Linked DNA regions of Gossypium hirsutum: region 1 is linked to region 2. Evidence: chromatin contacts called from public Hi-C data. All regions are on one chromosome and are shown on one strand. Each heading gives the region's core, a stretch centred on a gene start, on an enhancer-like site or on the middle of the called end of the contact. The rest is flanking DNA. Distances are from core to core; before and after follow the strand shown. Region 1 holds the start of LOC107901321 (TBC1 domain family member 17). Region 2 holds the start of LOC107899994.

Evidence for each region. Hi-C and Micro-C count contacts between places; a contact is called where the count stands out from the background.
Region 1: a Hi-C map of leaf shows a contact between it and region 2, with 2.1 times the contacts expected there. The contact joins the promoter of LOC107901321 here to the promoter of LOC107899994 in region 2. A contact is called at or near these places in 5 of 34 Hi-C or Micro-C datasets (hypocotyl, leaf, petal and 1 more).

The regions. Positions count from the first base shown.
Region 1 is chrD06:8,423,907-8,426,606 of Gossypium_hirsutum_v2.1, reverse strand. It overlaps LOC107901321 (TBC1 domain family member 17), which reads right to left and starts at 1,319. Exons shown (of 15, transcript XM_016827269.2): 1 at 1,058-1,319; 2 at 695-868; 3 at 259-310; 4 at 34-141. The coding sequence starts at 1,120.
Region 2 is chrD06:8,192,705-8,195,443 of Gossypium_hirsutum_v2.1, reverse strand. It overlaps LOC107899994, which reads right to left and starts at 1,328. Exons shown (of 5, transcript XM_016825725.2): 1 at 795-1,328. The coding sequence starts at 925.

The DNA of each region.
Region 1 (2,700 bases), core at 70-2,569, 230 kb before region 2:
TCGTAAAAGCAGTACAGTCTGAAGTTTCCTTACCAAATGACAGAACAACAATAATGTACTGCCACCCAAGAACTGGAGTGTGTCTCTGGATGGATCTGACATCAGCAAATGGCACTGCCCTAATGGTATAAAGATTCCTATCTGCATAATAAAAGCATGCATGCAAGAAAAGTTTCAGCAAATCATATAATCTATACATGCCTTATGAATTGATAAGTACATAAAATACATTCAAATCACAAGTCTGAAGCTGAAAACCTTTCTCAGATAGTCTTGCATTTGTACTTTGTCCTTTGTATGGAATCCATGTCTACAATCAAATGCAATAATAGAACATTTATTTCATGCGTAGATAACACAAACAAAAATTATATTTGCCACAATACTTTTGTACATCCTATTTGCCTCCCTTGACTTTTATCCTATCCATGAACTAACTGGCACAAATTAGGTAATAAAGGATCGTATGAAACACTTCATAATATATACTTTCCACTCAAACCATGTCACATAATCAGGTTTTCTTTTTTTTTCTGTTTTTTTTGGGGGGGGGGTCTAATAGTTAAATGGTAAAAAATTATTTCAGCAATTCATTAATGATTACATAAATAGTTGATTTTTTTTCTTTAATTCTGATAACCAGGTAAGGCTAACAGCAACTATACATATATGTAAACAAAGTGCAACTAATTACCATGAAGAGAGAAGAGCCTTGCTTAATTAACTTCAATCTTCCACTAATCCGTTCAGAGGCCAACTGAGTAGGATGAATTGTAACATTATCCTTCAAATAAACAATCTGGGCTCCCTCGGGTTCACTTGACGAGCTTTTTTTCCCACTGTCGCACCGCATTATACTCGCTGATCCCTAAAAAGATAAAGAAAATAAAAGAAGAAAGAGGGAATTAAATTCAAGGAATCTGATACAAATAACAAATAATTAGGAGAGGGAATCGAGCAGAAAGAATGATTAAAAGCAATTCAATTAAAGAAAACTTAGGGGAAGAAAAGGGAATAAAAGGAAAAACATAGAAAGCGATATTCATTTTTTGCTTACTTGTTGTTGAGACGCTGCGTAATCGGCATCGTCTGATAAATCGTGAAGCTCTGCTTCTTGCATCGTTTAGGGATTTTCTTTTTCGATTTAATAGTGATTTTTAGAGGTTTTATTAGTTTCTTTCTCTTAGTTTACCTTCGAGACGAAGAAAAGGGGAAGGAGACGAGAGTGGGAAAGAGTAGGAAGAAACTAGAAAAAAGGAAGTCGTGGTGGGACCCGTGTGAACCTGATTTCTGTACCCGATCCTTTGTGGATAGTTTTGACATCATTTTTGGATTTTCTTTTAAATCCATACATATATACTCTTATTTTTGACCTTTTCCTGTCGCATAGATTTACATTCTTATCTCAATTGGTAGTTAAAAATCCAAATTGATTTAAGGACAAACAAACCTTTAACTTTTACTTTTCCAATTTTAGTGATTTTTAAGGAAATCGGTCATAGTTAGAGAAAGGAATAGAAAATGCCTCTAGCAATACACGTTTTATACTATGGTGGCTAAAAGTGTGCCTTGCTAGACGTGTTTTTTATTTCTCTCTCTTAAATTGTATATGTGTTGGAAAGTTGGGGGTGAGATTTATTTGTGTTTATATTTGAAGTAGACATTATGATATTTCTAAGGTATATTTGAGTTCACGATGATATGATAGAGATCGGAGACCCACACATTTCATCTGTCATGTCGGGATGGAACCATTACCTTAGAAGCCCATCACATTGCAAATCAAGCTCCGAGTTCACGATGTTTATAGGGTCACGTGTTGAAATTAACTAGGGCTTCTAGTTGACGATGGTTCTGCGGTCACGGATTAGAGTATAACTCGAGTGCCCATTTGGCAGTGGTTATGCAGTCACGGGTTAGAGTATAACTCAAGAGCCCAGTTGACAGTGGTTATGTGGTCACGTGTTCAAGTTTCATAATACCGGAAGAGAATACTTTATAAACTCCATACATAAAGTTGAGACAATAATAATAAGGAAAAATTATGGGGTTTTCCAGTATAACCAATTTAATATTTTTCTTCATCTCCACAAAAAATAGTATCCTTAACCTCCCTATTGTCCGAAACCTACGACAAAGTTGGATGCAAGAGAACTCTTAGGAGGCGAGCGATGGTGGCGGTGGAAAGAAGCTAAAACTTGAGTCGAGGTGGCAACAGTTGTAGTTATTAATAAGTTATTTAATCACAACAATAGCTATCGACCCGAAAGGACCTTCAACTTTTCTCATCTGCTACAGTCACTCCCCCTTGAGGGTCCTTTTGCATCCAACTCGATCACCAATTTCGGATAAAAGAGAGGTTGACGATATTGTCTTTGTTGGAGATGGAGAAAAAGAATAAGTTAATCATACTGAAAAGCTCCTTAGTTTTCCCTATGATTATGATCTCAAACTTATTTACCGGGTTTATAAAGGATCCTTTTCGAGTATCACGAAACTCGAACCGTGATCGTAAAACCACTATCAATTGGATCTCAAGTTATACTCCAACCCTTGACTGCATAACCACTATCAACTAAGAGCCTTAATTATACTTCAACTTGTGACTGTATAAACCACAATGAATTGGGAGCCTGAGTTGCAATGTGATAGGCTTCTAAGGCGATGGTTCCATCCTGACACGGAAAATGAAATGTGTGG
Region 2 (2,739 bases), core at 79-2,578:
AACTCTCTCTTTACATAAGGTAGTTGCAGGAGATGGGGAGACGTTGATCAGTCGCACATTCCAAGGTTTAGACCACAATTCCTGGGTCACTTAATTTAATGTATGTCAGTTAATTTGCTCATTCAAGTTTTCAATATGCACTGAATAGAGTTGATGATCGTCTATTGCCGGCTTTAAACAAAGGTCTATGTTGGTTATTGGACCAAAATCCATTTCAGTTTCATGTCCATATCTAGGTGAGCAGTAATGATGTGAGATTGCCAATGAAAATTCTACTGGAATTGTTAAATGATCTCATTCCCCTGTCCAAATTTAGCATTGCAAGCATCAACACATCTCTTATTAATTTGATTAATTGTTGTTCTGTTTTTACTTTAGGTAGTCAATCAGAAATTCTTGAAACAAAGTTCTCTTTGACTACTGTACTATAAGCCATTTTATACAAAGAGAAATCAGCAGGTGATACACCAATTATTTGGTCCCAAGTTGCCATTTTTCTTGAGCTGACTTGTTCTATCAGTGACATATTTGATTTCTTACAACCTAATAAAATATGATAAAAGTTTTTAGTTGATGGCTTTGCAAATATAAAATTCAAATTATCTTTTCCAAATAATTCTTGAACCAGAACTTTTAACTATTTAAGAGCAATTACATGCAAAACAAAACCCATATAATTTCATCTTCATTGAATGAAAAATCATGAACAAAAGGACTGAATATCTCTGATACTAAAACAGAATTGTTCTCGGAAGAGAAAAATGACAAGTATAAAAAAGAAATAGCTGAATAACCTTTTGAAGAAGGCAACGACCGACACAGTTACAGAAGAATTAAGCTTAAGGGAGCCATCCCAGAATTTCTCAGCAACTGTAGGCCGAGACAACTTCAAATTCCCAGAACCAGATCCTTCCTTTTCCCCCATTTCTACTGCTACGAAGATAACATCTACTGTCTAAAACAAAATTCAAGTAGACTGACTGGTTGGTTTCAAACCGGGAACTTATGACTACAATTGCACTTGATTTTCCATACTTCTCGAAGCCCGTTGAGCCGATTTATCCCCTAATCCATAATTTGGAGTGATTCCCAGATTTCCAATATTCACACACTGTTTCTGTTCAGTGACAACAAATTCATACAAGAGAAAGAAACGGATTTTATCCGAACAAATGACCGAGAAAATGAAAGAGGATGGTTCAATTTTTCAATAAAAAAGGAACTGAGGAACATGTGAAGTTGAACAGTGCGCTTAGTGTGGTTTGAATTGGATTTGATCAATGATTTTTTATCCCTACAGATTAGGGTTTGAAAAAGGAATGTTAAGGTTACCGCCTTGCTCACCAAATGTCTAAAGCGCAGTAACGTAACGCAAACACGTATGATACATTATTACATTGGGCAAACTGCACAAATAATCACCCAATTATTAACTTGTTTCTGTTTTGGTCACTCAGATCCAAAAAAATTAATTTCAGTTACCCCTGAGTTAAATCATTAACAAATGATTTTTTTTGGAATAAATAATAAATTTAATCCTTTAAATTTACAGATTCTATCAATTTGATCCTACTTTTAAAAATTTAACCCTTAACTTCACACCTTTTGTCGATGTAATATTGATTATAAAAATTCAAAATTCAAAATTTAAAATTATAACCTTAAAAAAATTTAAAAAGATATATAAATCTTCATTTTTTTAAAATACAATATTTTATAAAATTACATGAAAAATTATAAAAAAATTATACAAATACATACAAATTATAAAAAAAATATTTATAAATAAATGAATACCCATTTCCAGGGTAAACTATAGAATTAGTCACGCAACTATTAGCGTGTTTCTATTTTGGCCACCTAATTATAAAATTTCACAATTTAGTCACTAACGTTTCAGGTCGTTTCTATTTTGGTCACTCTTAGTCTTCAATACTTACACATTCTATCAATTTGATCCTCAAACACATATAATTAAATATAAATAATATTATATATGTTTATGTTTAATTGTAATTATAAGGCACTAATATGAATTTAGCCCTCAAACTTGACACCTTCTCCCAAGTTGGTACTTATGATTTTTTTGGTCCCAAGTTGGTATCCAAATTTTCTTTCCATCAAGGGTTTTGGTAGTTTTTTATAACGGTGTTAAATATAGGATACTTGACACTCTTAAGTTGTGACACATGGCACTGATGATGTCATATTTTATTTTTTAAAATATTTAAAAATTTAAAAGAAATTATATAAAAATAATATAATTTTTTAAAATATAAAAATTATAAAATTATGTCTCTACAAAATTAAAAATATTACAAAAATAAAAAAATCTAAAATTCAAGTTAGAAAAATTGAAAGCACAAAAAATTCACATCTTACTCTAAATAAATTGCAAACAAATTAAATGAAGATAAATTTTACGCTAAGAGATGAGTGCATATTGTTACATGATTTTTCAAATTGACAAGAATGCAAAAGATGATGATTTGAAAAAGGTTTATAGGAAGTTTTTTTTATTTGTTAATTATTGGTTAGACTATATAGGAAATTTTGAGTTCCTTTGTTGAGAATACCATTAGCACGATCATGAATGAAGTTTATAAAAATCACAAATTTACTGAGTTTTTAGGTTTATCAAAGTCATTAATTTACATATAAGTTTATCAAGATTTAATCATATGTGCTTAAATATAATTATAATTATATTTAATTATATGTGTTTGAGGATCGAATTGA